3 separate regions of the Rattus norvegicus genome follow, and regions 2 and 3 are each linked to region 1. A link is a contact called in public Hi-C data. All regions are on one chromosome and are shown on one strand. Each heading gives the region's core, a stretch centred on a gene start, on an enhancer-like site or on the middle of the called end of the contact. The rest is flanking DNA. Distances are from core to core; before and after follow the strand shown. Region 1 holds the start of Maf (MAF bZIP transcription factor). Region 2 has its middle 340 kb from the start of Maf. Region 3 overlaps Wwox (WW domain-containing oxidoreductase).

Evidence for each region. A called contact is a pair of places that touch in the nucleus more often than the background predicts.
Region 2: a contact with region 1 is called in a Hi-C map of Schwann cells, with 8 times the contacts expected there. The contact joins the enhancer-like site here to the promoter of Maf in region 1.
Region 3: a Hi-C map of psoas muscle shows a contact between it and region 1, with 2.1 times the contacts expected there. The contact joins the enhancer-like site here to the promoter of Maf in region 1. A contact is called at or near these places in 1 of 12 Hi-C or Micro-C datasets (psoas muscle) and 1 of 1 datasets of contacts at active chromatin or transcription factors (oligodendrocytes).

What each region holds. Positions count from the first base shown.
Region 1 is chr19:60,618,293-60,622,623 of GRCr8, forward strand. Maf (MAF bZIP transcription factor) reads right to left here and starts at 3,064. Exons shown (of 1, transcript NM_019318.2): 1 at 1,120-3,064. The coding sequence starts at 2,887. The coding sequence ends at 1,778.
Region 2 is chr19:60,960,261-60,964,676 of GRCr8, forward strand. No RefSeq gene overlaps it. Among named protein-coding and RNA genes, the nearest start is that of Maf, 340 kb to the left of the region's middle. Within about 2 kb of position 2,856, at least 9 of the 93 cell types and tissues checked have an H3K27ac peak or open chromatin away from gene starts, as enhancers often do. A contact at or near this core is called in Schwann cells, where this site is marked.
Region 3 is chr19:60,124,992-60,129,584 of GRCr8, forward strand. The region is part of intron 8 of Wwox (WW domain-containing oxidoreductase); the gene reads left to right. Among named protein-coding and RNA genes, the nearest start is that of Maf, 490 kb to the right of the region's middle. Within about 2 kb of position 2,905, at least 2 of the 93 cell types and tissues checked have an H3K27ac peak or open chromatin away from gene starts, as enhancers often do.

The DNA of each region.
Region 1 (4,331 bases), core at 1,814-4,313:
AACAGTCCCCTTGCAAACTCTACCCCCCTTAACATCACAACAGTAAACGATTTAGTGCATCGGTCTTTAAAAAAAATCTACAGCTACACAAACCTAACTCTTTCAAATTTTATCTATAACATTCCTTTACCTGTAGCATACATTTTAACTGGGCTAACAGATTATAAAAACTAGAATTAAATTATATGCTAGAAACCCATAGCATTCCACATTTGACAATGACCAAAAGCCAAAAAAAAAAAAAATAATAATAAAATAAAACAGAACCAAAAAATAATTGGGGCAGATTTCTTTCTTTCTTTCTTTTCGAAGAAAATTTAGACTGCTTTTGGCAACAGCGTAATTTAAAGTGCCCCAAAGCAGGCATAATTGTTTCTAAAAAGAAAACACTTAATTTATGCTCTGTAATATTTGCCATATAAAGTTATAGCCCATTCTGCTATCTTTGACAAGGAATGCCTTCAGTGCATTTACAAAGGGAGGCTGAAGTTCATAGTAACTCAGAGCAGTCAGGAGTGGAAGCAAACTTTCAAGGGAAGAAGGCTCTGGGGTAGTACTTTTTCTGTTGTTCTGAACTCAAAAAAGTCATGAGGCTGTAAATCAAAAGTATGGATGTCATGCGCTAAGTCTTCAAAAGTCCATTTCCAAGCCAAAAGGGGACAGAAAAGGAAAAAAATAATTATACCATACATGTCCAGCATGCAGGCTTTTTTTTTTATTAATATAATGTCTCTTTCCCATAATGTCTTTGAAACTGTTAATAGTTCGTTGTCGCTAAGACAAAGTAGCAAGCATCGTAATGCATGAGATGAGAGGAAGTTTGTTTTTGTGTTTTTGTTTGTTTTTAATGGCAGGCTAAACTTTCAGATTTGGCATCATAAGGCCAAAGCTCCCAAGTCACACCCAGAAGGTTGATGCAGCCTTGATTGTGGCAGGTTCAGGAGAGGCTTTAATTCATTCAGTTTTAGCATAACAATGCCTAAAAAAAAAAAAAAAAACCCGGTGGAACTCAGCTCGCTGCAAGGTCTATAGCATTTCACATTTTTTTCCTTTGCAAGCTCAATCAGAAGAACTCAGGAGGAGAAGAAAAAACCCTGCTCTTTTTTTTTTTTCTTTTTTCTTTTATCTCAAGAACATGGTGCAGAGGGAGGGAGGGCAGAGGCTGGGAAACACAGCAAGCTCCAAAAAAATTAGTAATAATAAACAAAAACAAAGAAGAAAAAAGAAAATCCAAACAAAATAAAAAAACACACACACAGAGAATGAACACCAGCTCATGAACTAAAGAAGAAGAAGAAAAAAAATATACAGGCGCTTGATGGCCGGGTTCAAAGGTGAGTTATGTCCTACATGAAGTATCCTGCTCAGATCTTTGACCCTTGTGCAAGTCCAGGGTATGTGTGGGGTAGGCGGTGTAAAAAGAGTAATAATAATAATAAAAAAGACCAAAACAACCAAGCTAGCAAGTTACAGGGGAATTCAGGTTGGCAATCCATGAGCCAGATACCCTTTCCCTCCCCAACTCAAAAGAGCCACCACCACCACCACAAGCTTGCTGTGTGTGTGTGTGTGTGTATGTGTGTGTGTGTGTGTGTGTGTGTGTGTGTGTGTGTGTGTGTGTGTGTGTGTGTGTGCGTGCAGGGCCAAGGGGAGCAAACTCGCCAGGGGAGGGGGCGAGGTGGTGGCGAGCGTGGCCCTGCAAACTGGCAAGCCCACTCAGGAGCCGGACCCCCACGGAGCATTTAACAAGGTGGCTAGCTGGGATCGCGTGTCACACTCACATGAAAAATTCGGGAGAGGAAGGGTTGTCGCTGCTCGAGCCGTTTTCTCGGAACCCGCTGCTCACCAACTTCTCGTATTTCTCCTTGTAGGCGTCCCTTTCGCGCACCAGCCTGGAGATCTCCTGCTTGAGGTGGTCGACCTGCTGCAGCAGCTGGTTCTTCTCCGACTCCAGGACGTGTCTCTGCTGCACCCTCTTGAAGCGGCAGGACTGGGCATAGCCGCGGTTTTTCAGGGTCCGCCTCTTCTGCTTCAGTCGGATCACCTCCTCCTTGCTGACCCCGCGCAGCTGCCGGTTCAGCTCACGCACCGACATGGTCACCAACTGCTCGTCCGAGAAGCGGTCGTCGAAGTGCAGGCCTCCCGCGGCATGGTGCGGGTGCAGGGCGCCCCCCGCCCCCGCCGTGCCCCCGCCGCCGCCGCCGCCGCCGCCCCCGGCGCTGGCCGGGCCACCGCCGCCCGCGCCACCCGCGCCGCTCGCAGAGGCGGACGCGCTACCCGCGGCTCCCGGGGCGCCGGCCGTCGGGTGGTGGTGGTGCCCCGTGGCGTGGTGGTGGTGGTGATGGTAGTGAGGTGCCCCGCCGCTCTGCGCGGCGGCCGCGGCGATCACGGCGGACACCACGGCGGCGGCGGGGCCCATCTCCTCGCCGCTGCCGCCCAGGGAGGCGCCGGCGCCGGCCCCCGCTGCCGCGGCCAGCTGCTGCGCTCCCCGCGCATAGCCATCGAAGCCACCCTGGAGCTGGTGGCTATTGCTGATGAGCGCCTCGACTGCGTCCTCCGGGCTGAAGCCCAGCGCCTCCGGGTTGAGCTGCTGCGGGTAGCCGGTCATCCAGTAGTAGTCTTCCAGGTGCGCCTTCTGTTCGCTGCCCGAGCCCGGGCTGGGCGCCGAGAAGCTGGGGGACGGGGGCACCGAGCTGCAGGGCGTGCTCATGGGGGTGGAGGACAGCGAGCCCCCGGCGATGAGACGGCCGCACTGGCTGATGATGCGGTCGGTCTCCACCGGTTCCTTTTTCACTTCAAACTTCATCAGATCGAAGTCATTAACATATTCCATGGCCAGGGGACTGGTGGGCAGGTCGGAATTGTTCATTGCCAGTTCTGAAGCCATCCTCCTGCCTCCGCCACCGCCGCCGCCGCTCCGCCAGATGGGCTGCAGGAGAGGGGCCAGCGGGCTGTGCTGGGTGGCCAGCGGGTGAGCCAGCTTGCCGGGCTAGGGCGCTTCTAGCTCGCGCGGCGGTGGCTGTGGCCCGAAAGCTCGAGCGTGCACACACCCCCCGCCCTGCCCGCAGCCCCCCGCGCCCGCCCTCCCTCCCCCCTGCTCACGCCAATGTGCTCTCTCTCTTTCTCTCTTGCTCTCTCTCTCTCTCTCCCGCTCGCCCCGGGCCCCCTCCTCGCCTGCTCGCCTCTCTGAGCTCCGATCCCGGGCGCTTCAGGCTCGGGAAGGTCCTCCGCGGCTGGCGGTGGCGGTGGTGATGACAGCGGCAGAGAGGATGCCGGAGGAGCCCGGCCCGGTGCGCGGCGTCCCCGGCTCGCCGCTCCGCTGCGCGCTTTGCATAAGGAGGGCTCGCCTAAGCCGGTCGGGGCTGCAGGCGGGGCGCGCGCGGCGGCTGCTCCGGGGTTGTGTGGCGCGGCGGGTGGCTGTCCCGGAGGCGCGGGCCTCCACACCGGGGTGGTTAACACTTCACGCTTCTCTCCTCTTCTGCCTGGCTCTTATGGTTACTATTATTATTTTCTTTTCTCTCTCCGGATCCCTCGCGTGCGCGCGCGCTCTCTCTTTCTCTCCTCACCCTCTCCCTCCGTGCAAAGTGCAAGACCGAGGTGCAGGCCGGCTGGAGGCAAGGGAGGGGGGAGTTTAGTTCTTTCTTGCCCTTTTTTTTTTCTTTTGGTTTTGGTTTTTCTTTTCTTTTCTTTCTTTCTTTCTTTTTTTGCTTTAAAGCAAAATGGCAAAGTCCTGGACCAAGGCAAGGCCGAGAGCAAAAGGGTGGGGGGAGAGGCCGAGCGGACAAGCAGCTCGAGCTACAGCTCCGAGATGAAAAAAGATTTTAAAGCCTCTGATCCAGCGAGAAGAGTTTAAAGCAATTGCTGAGTTTTATAGCACCCGTGACGTCAGGTTCAAATGGGAAATTGACTGGCACTCTCCGCCAATGGGAGGCGGCGAAAGCGGCAGCGATTAGCATAATAGTATAGAAACAAGGAAACTTTTCGGAGCTGTCAATCACAGCCCAATCAGCTGACTGTCAGCTGGGACAGGCTGGCTTAACCCTTGCGGCGCCGCTGCTGGGGCGCAGCCAGGGAGCAACATCCCCCACCACCGCCCCGTGCGAAGTTTAATGCACCAAGGGACAGAGTTTACTAAAAGGGCGGCTGGAATCCGATGGTAGGACCCGGGAGGAAGGTTTGCTTTCTTCAGAGTTTGAGAGAGGCCTGCCCGACTGAACCTCTGCTCTCACGCTGCAGCGAGCGATCCGCCAAGAACTCCCTGGTCCCCTGCTGGTCCCGCACCCTAACAAGGTGTATTCATTCGTCTTGCAGTTTTCGATCTTTGATTCACC
Region 2 (4,416 bases), core at 1,606-4,105, 340 kb after region 1:
GATTGTGGACTGCCCTCCATGGGTGCCAAGAACAAAACTCAAGTCCTCTTCAAGAGCAGAAAGGGCTCTTAACCACTGAGCAATCTCTCCAGTTCCTAAATTGGAATTGCTATGAAATCGAACTGAGAATCTGTATTTTTAAGCTCGCCCACATATTAGTATTAAAAGCTGTAGTTGGGAACTCTTGGCCCTGGAGGTACACAGAGACATACACATAGACATCCCTCTTCAGTCATGCAACATGCAGAACACTTGTCACCTTTCCAGAAATATTTCCTGGCTACTTAATCCAAGGGTTTCCCCAGATTCTCTGCCACCTGTTGATTTATAGCCCATTATTGGTGTTTCCTTATAGCATATATTATTGCCTGCCTTTGTTTTGTTTCTTTCCTTGTTGGAGTGTGTCCTAGAACCAAAGACGAAGATGAAAGGGTTGAAACTTTGTTTCTTCTCCATTTCTATCTCTAACCATTTTGTCAGTTTGCTGGATGCAACTGGGGAATTCAAGTCTGGCTGTGTTCCCTGGTGAAAAGAGATGCAAGTTAGTCATTTAACATCTTGTCACATTGGCTGGAAAAGATGTAGCATTTGAGGCATCTAAGGGAAGGGTTGCTAGTTCTACCCCCTGGAGGAAGACAAAAAAACAGGAAAAGGAGATTAGGTGAAAATTCAGGGGTAAAGGGGAAACTATAGGGAGGCAGAGGTCTCCAAATGGGAGGTTTTTGGTGCTTGGGTCAGAGTCTGAGGATCTAATATGCTCTAAAAGGTTAAAATAGTTCAAGTGTCAGTGGGAAGCCTGAAAGAAATGCTCTCACCATGCCATGCCCATGAAAGACAGGGCTGGGGAAAAACAAGGACATAGGAGAAACTGCTTTACCATGTCAGAGGGGTTGGGGGGGTCTCGTTTGCATATCAGAAGGTTCATTTGGCTAAAGTATGGAGGCGGAGGCAGGGTTGACAACTGGGCAAGACTTAGGGACCCTGGTGACCAGCAACAAATTGCAGTCATCTAAAGGAGCTATACATGGTAAAATTTTTAAATGACAACAAGGGAAACCCATACACCATGCCTATTAGACAGATTATTCTGTGTAATTAATTCTTGAAAATTGGATTAGCAGTTTGATGGTTCCTTCAAGCACCCGTCAAGGACTCTGGGTTTCTGAGTGGTCACATGTGAGTTTGGGGCACTTATATTTATATTTTTGCAAAGCCTTACATTTACCCTGGCCTGTCACATGAAAACTACTGACACTCAAATTCTAATGGAGCAGAGTGAAATGAGAGTTTATTATTTCGTAGAACCTAGTCTGGGATGAGCAAACAAACAGGGCAAGAGGCTAGCAACACAAAGTGTAGTCCTCACCTCAAGAGGTTTAGGAGAGTTTATCCTCTAGCCAAAAGGAGTGACCAGGGTCCAAGCACATGGCTTCAGATTGCCCTAAATATCATGTCCCCGTTTAGTAATGTTTTCACGAATCTTTTTATAGTCCCAGAATAAAGGGAAGTCACAAACGAAGATCCTTTCAAATTCATCAGTGGAACCATCCCATTCTTCAGACACTGAGCAGGAATGGGAGTCAGCCAGTAGAGAAGACAACGATGAATAATTACAGACAGGAAAAGCGAAGGGTAAGAATGTCTGCAGAAGAGAAGGCACAATCAGGGACTTCTGCTGGAGGCCCACCTTCATGGAGGAATACAATAGACATGAATACATTTCAACATTTGGGTTATATTTAGAAAATCAGGTCGGTCCTAATTTTACACCATTGAAATACTACATGTAGTGCATCCCAAAGGTAAGCATTCAATGACTGTTTTGTGGGAAGGAAGTCATTATTAAATGAAAAGAACACAGGACAGAGAGAGAGAGAGAGAGAGAGAGAGAGAGAGAGAGAGAGAGAGAGAGAGAAGAAGGAAGAGGAGGAGGAGGAAGAGGAAGAGGAGGAGGAGGAGGAGGAGGAAAAGAGAAAGAGAGAAACAGAGAGAAACAGAGAGAGAGAGAGAGAGAGAGAAGAAGGAAGAGGAGGAGGAGGAAGAGGAAGAGGAGGAGGAGGAGGAGGAAAAGAGAAAGAGAGAAACAGAGAGAGAGAGAGAGAGAGAGAGAGAGAGAGAGAGAGAGAGAGAGAGAGAGAGACAGAATCTTCTCCATCCCTGTTGGTTGCTCCCGGGAATTTAGCACACTGGGGATTTGTGTAGCTCCCAAACCATTCTCATCCCAGGTGGAAAGGCATCCCTGAGGTAAATTATACAGAATCTAGATGGAAGTGATGAATTTCAGTGAGATGGTCCCCAATCAGTTCACTCTCATGTATCTTGAATAACCATTACCCTTTGTGACACAGTACCTAAGGGCATGGAAAAGCAGGTCTAAGTTTATGTTCAAGGGTTAGGGCAGACTTTGTAAGAGCTTCTCTGTATCTCCATGTACCCTTAACTCTCTACTTCGTGAGGAGCTCTGGGTATAGTGTGTATGTAGCATGGTGACCGTGGTCAGCAGTACTGTGCTACGTAGCTTGCACTTTAAGAAGAAAGCAGATTTTAAATACTGTCACCCTCACCCTCTCCATACACACACGTACACAAATGAGAAATGTGGTTGTCTACGGTGTACTTCTGTGAGGTTTTTACTCCACAGTATATGTGGACATCCGACCATCATATTGCCCACCACGAATACCAACCTTCCTACTTGTCCACCATACCTCCATAATCTCCCCCAAAGATAAACAGAACTACGTGCCAGTTTTCACCGTCCAGCAAACAAAAGCCACATTGGAGGCCAGCCACGTGGTCATGCCACCAGCTCACTCTCTCACAGTTTTCAGCGGGGCCACCATTCTCAATAGCCCCTTTGTTGCCCATCTCAGCCCCCGTGGGGTTACCAGGGGGCTCTCTGTGCTCAATGGACTCCCTCTCTGCCATTGTCTCCTGATATCAGTTCATGGTCTCAAGGATATAAACTGCCTGGCCATTCGTCATAATGTCTAGCAGACCCTGAACCTTACTTTCCACGCAGAGTTTATTGGCCTTTGTGATGGGGACAAAGGGAGGCTTGTTGAAGCTGGACACAAAAGGCAAACACAATGTATGGATTTGAATAACACGCAGGCGGGGGAAGAGCAGCAGCCACACAAATGGCCACGCTATTAACCAGAACAAGGGCCCTTCCCCCCTGCTCTCCCAGCTTTACCAAGCATTAGTTGGCCTGACATATTCTTTAAACTTTTTTTTTCCAAGCAGGCAAGTATCCCGACATAGCAGGAGCACGTTAGCCCAGAGGAGTCTGTCTGTAGGAAACAGATTTTTAAGCAGGTTTGTTTATGGGCACACATGTGTGAGTTCTGTATGAGGCAGAAAACTATGCTCTGAGGGGCAGAATGGGTGTGTTCAGAGACGGTCATTGGAGTTTGTTCACGTGTGTCTGTGGCTGAGTGTCCGTGGATCTCTGCGTGAATGCGTGCAGTCATGAACAGCTGTGTAGATGACTGCATGTTTGTGTTTTAAAACGCTTATGATAAGCATACTTACTATAAGTGTACATAGTTAGTATAGGTGCTTACCAAAAATTGTGGAAGCGTGCGAGTGTATGTGTGTGGTGAGGACATTCATATGTACGTTTTTGCTTTTGGCAGAGTTTGCTAGTGTACCCATGTAGGAGTATTCACACGCATGTGGGCGATGCAAGAATATTTGGATGTGTGAGCATGGGACATCTGTGTTTGTACGTGTGTACATACTAGAGTATAGCTGTACAGATGGCAGTATGCATGCTTGAATTTTTATATGTATGAACTCGTGCTTGCCATAATACCTGCTCTTATCACAAGTTGGTTAAACCCTCTACATGGGAACTCTGGCCCAAAGGCAGAATGCTCTCATCCCCGCCGTGACTGATATTCTGCCTGTTGGAGTGGTAGACACCCCCCTTGGGACCACAGGGGACCACAAAAAAGTACCTGCAAGGTACTTTTGTTTTAACAAAGGTGGCTCTGGCGACTTGCAGACAGCTCTGATCTGTGATCTGACCAAACTCTCTCCCTCTCACATGTGACAGCTGTCTCATCTCCTGAGACCATCTCGCCAGCTTCCCCTGCAAGTTTTCGGCAGCCCCAACCTCCATCCAAGTTTTCAGCAAACTTCCGAAGAACGTCTCTCCCTTGTCAAAAAGCAGTGATGGAAGCTTCCGAGGCTGCTGCCAAGTCTCGAGCGAAGGCTACACTCACTGAGGCTCCTGCCCCGCCAGCCTTAATCGAAATCCTGCTTCTTCCTTGTCTATCTTTTCTCTGCCCTTCCTCCCCATTCTTATCCTCTCTTTGTTTTCTTTCTGTCCTTCTTTCTCTCCTCCTTCTTTCCTGTTTCTCTCCTCCCCCTCCAAATATAGACACAATCCAAGTATGACTGTCTGCAGGC
Region 3 (4,593 bases), core at 1,655-4,154, 490 kb before region 1:
CTGAGAGCACTTCAGAGTGTGGAGCGGAGTTATAGTTCTGTTAATGGCAGAGGTAACAATTGCCTGCACCTCTTTCAGATACATCGCCAAGTCTTCGAGCAGCAAACTCGGGTATGCCAGCCGGCTTGCCCCAGCATGGGGGCACGAATTGGAGTGGAAATCAATGGGCTAGCATTCCGATGCAATTGCCCCAAATTATCGAAGAGAGGAGAAGACCACTGTAATTCACCGGTCACGGCATTTTTACCGACTGTTTTTTGGCTAAGCATTAGTTTGGCGTGATCTGTTCAGTTCTCAAGACCCGTCTCGTCAGAGTTCTTCCGTAAATACCATTATTACTGTGGCTGTGTTTTCCTGTCGCTGAACAGAACCACATCTGGAGGTTTGATCTACCTTAACTCCTGCACTGCCGTAGGGTACTTGGTGACTCCTGGGGGACTCCACAGATAAACCATCGACCCTTGAAAGATAACCTGAATTGACCCCATCTCCTACCACATCCCCGCTAAGCGGAAAGCAGAGACACTGCTCTATGTTACTGCCTACTTTGTGGTGTTCTTTCCAGGGAGCTCAGAGTCTAGTTGGTAGAAGATCTTAACCACCAAGAAGGTGAATCCAGGCATTGGAAATATAGATCAGCAACTAATAGTGGCCCCCATTTCTGTCGCAGAACACTCACGTTTAGATCCCAACACCCATGTGTTGTAGTTTATTACCACCAGTAACTCCAGCTCCAGGGGACCCCTCTGGCCTCTACAACACCTGCCCTCACAAGCTCAAACACACATAGAGACACATACATTATTTAAAACAATACACAATACATTTTAAGAAAAGCCACCAAGGGCTGAATATGAATTCCAGCTCCGCCATGCATGGCCTGCATGGCTCCTCCCCCACCTCCTGAGCTCCGCGTCATCTGAATGCTCTCCATGATGATAACATGTCATGGCCGCTTCTCTATGTTGAATTTAAAAATAAATTTACTATCAAAAAATTTTGCCTGATGTCCAGAAGGCAAAAGGTAATTAATCAAGTGACTCTCACTTTGGATCAGTTAAACCCTCATGTCTGGTTCACTCACTAGTCTCTGCCTTTACACAGGCAGTGCACAAGATGTGGCGTCTCTAAATACACACCCAACTTCTATAAAAATTGAATGTGTGTCTGAAGTTCAAGTTTTACTACGGATCTGTCAAGGTCTTGTTACTGCTAGTTTGTTCGGGGCTGTGCAGAGGTAGGAGCCAGGATATTATTTATACACATGCATGTCATTTTATTGGCTGACAACCTTGTTTGTGGATCAACTGGAAAAGACCTCATCTCCTCTCTACATACTTTAAACCCAGGGAAACCTGGAGACAACAAGCAGCAAAGGGGGCGCTGACTGTGAAGTTAAAAACAATGACTGTGAAACAGATATAGTTGCTTGTCTAGAACACTGTGTCGATAACACCCGTGTCGAAAATACCCACTTCCCGAGACGATTATCAACTCCATGCTTCGTGGGGGAACTCCTCCTCTGGAAAAATGACATTTAAAATTAATGTGAAGTTGTGTTTTAACTTAATTTACAGGGAGCCCCAAACAGGTGGGAGAATTAGGTAACAATAATTGTGTTTGCGAGAAATTGATTTCATGCTAAAATTACATGAATATGCTGTTAGAGTTTGTTGTCGTTTTGAAACGTGCTGTTTTGCCATAAAACACAGGGTAAAGACACTCTCATAGTGAAGCCCTTAATCTAGTGTGTAATTGCTTAAGTGAAGACATTAACTATATTGTCAACTACCTGCTACCTGCTCTGAAACACAGGGACTGCCAGGAAAGGGGTGACTTCTGCAGCATGGAGAAATAATAAAAGGAAGGAAGGAAGGAGGGAAGGAAGGGAGGGAGGGAGGAAGGGAAGGAGGGAGGGACGGAGGGAGGAAGGGAAGGAGTGAGGGACAGAGGGAGGGAGGGACAGAGGGAGGGACAGAGGGAGGGAGGGAGGGAGGGAGGGAGGGAGGGAGGGAGGGAGGGAGGGAGGAGATACTCAACCTGGCTTGAGAATTTGTTGGTGGGGTCAGTCTTTGTATCAAGAGAAGAGCTGGAAGACACAGTCTTTGTGGATCCAGTCAAGCTGGAGGTTCTGATGGTTTTTCTTATACTCCCGCCATGTTTATCGAAGACAGTGTTACCTTCGTGCTACTTAAAAGATACTTTGTTCTGATGTCTACACTATCCCTTCCGCCTTCCCTCTGTTCCTCCTTCCCTCCCTTCTCTTTTTTCTTTCTTTCTTTCTCCTCCTTGAAGTGTTACTTTTGGTCCCCTGAGTTCACTAATTTAGAGTTTATCCTTGGTACTTCTTCATCAAACGGGCCCCATTTTACCCTTTAAAAACAAAACAAAACACCAAAGCTGATAAATACCGGACCAAATTAGGGTATAGCCGATTGTATTTCTGACGTGAACCAGATGTGTGGTTGATTTGTCACTATTTCTTATCCTTACCTGCTCTTAGAGGGAGGCTTACAGAGCCCTCTTTGCTGCGTCCTTTCCTTGAACTTGGTGAGACCTGATCCACAATCATCCGCCCCCCCCACCTCCCACCCTCACCCCCACCCTCACCTCCCACCCACCCCCCCACAAAAAAAAACAGTTTTGGAAAAATGCAGATTCTCCAACACTGACTCTGCCAGTCACCTTTTGAGGACAGACTGGCTTGGACTTTCCCAGCGCATTCCTCTCCCTGATGGGACACTGGCCGCAGACCGTGGCTCGGTGAGGATCTGGAATAGCTAGGTAAAGTATGGGATGCAGATGCCCAAGCTTTCTGATGCCCTGCCAAGGTAGAGGAGCCTTACTTAGACTGTGGCCTGTGCCCTTGGAGCTTTTTCAATGTGTGCTCAGTGGAATCTCATTACGCCCGACCAGCACTTACTGGGAATAACTAGCAAGCTCACACCCTTCTATGTCAGGGCCTGGCACCCCATGAAGAAAGCTGAGAAATACATTTCACCGACTCAGAAGTTACTGGACACTTGTGGGGGGGTATTTCTTGGTCTCGTTTTACAAAGTCAGTTACAAATGGAGCTGCAGCCCCAATTTTATTTAACGTAAACCATGAGGCTACTGGCGCTACGTGGGAAAGTACTTCAAGGGATGTGGATGCAGCTCAAGGTAGTCCGGTGGTTGGCCTAACATGCAAGACCCCTGGGTTGGATCCCCAGCCCCACAAGATAACAGGTGTGGTGGCACACGTTTGTCATCTCAGCACTCCTGAGGTGAAGGCAAGAAGTTAACAGTCTCAAGGGCATCCTAGCATGGAGAGTCCAAGGCTACCCCAGGCTGTGTGAGACCTTGCTTTAAAAAAAAAAAAGCTTTAATGCATTCTTTTTATTCTTTAAGGTTTGCAGTGTCTCTGTGGGTATCTTCTGAGAGCTATGTGTGTGCTGTGACTTGAGTGGATGATAGCCAGTGACTGTCACAACTAACAGTGCTTGACCAATGCTCATTATGTGCCAAAGGCTTTCCCTCCCCACCAAACACCATGGAATAGATGTCATAATTACTGTAGCACAGAGGAATTTTTATAAGTGTAGAGATATTAAAGAACATGCCGCTCACCTGATGGCAGACACTTGTGGCAGAATCCAGACTTGCAAACTCATAGTGCATCTGAGGCTGTCCTGGGGCGCATCCCTTGGATGCTAAAGAGACCCACTATGTAGTTACCTCGGGACTAAGGACCTGTCACTGCTTGAGGTTAAGGAAGAAGTGATAACTGTATTTTCCACTGGGTGCTATTCCCAAGCCTGCCTTACTTGTGTAAAGTGTTAAGAAGACCCATGGAATGCTGCTCGCAGTTCAAAAGGCTACGGCTGTGGTCAGTCTGATATACCATTGAAGAATGCAGAAATGTACTGACTACTGCCTTGGCAAGCCTCCCTGTCTTTTCGAGAAGGGTCTCACACGTAGCCCAGACTGGCTTTGAAGTCATGAAGTAACTGAGGATGACCTTGAACTTATGATCATCCTGCTTCAATCTCCCAAGTTCTGGGATTACAGAAATAAACCAGGATGCTGTTTATGGGGTGCTGGGGACAGAACCCAGGACCCTACACATGCTAGGCAGGCACTGTGTCTCATCCCCAGCTCTGTCTTCTCTGCTTGAACTAATTCAGTTCTCTGACAAAATGCTAATTGTAGGGGGTTGGGGTGTGCACGTGAAGGGGCGGAGGCATCAGTGACCAGCAACTACTCCCGCTGTTGACTAACACTGGACTGGGTCCATTGACAAAGACTCAGAGCTGGGTCATTAGAAATATAAGAGCTGAGGCTGCATGGTGGCTGATTGGCCATGACTTCTGGGAACCAGGTACACTAGACAGGAGAGATGGAGACAGTTGAAGGCTAAGCTTGTACTGCCCTGCATGCCCCCACTCCTTGCTTGGAACTGCACCCTTTTCAGTGTTTCTGAACATGTGTCTACATAGCAACATTGAGCTGAGCTAATGTCTGTCTCCGGCTGGCACCGTTCTGGGGTCTTTGCATATATCTCCTCACGTCCTGTGAAGACCAGAGCAGCCTTACGCAGTGGACACTCGTATT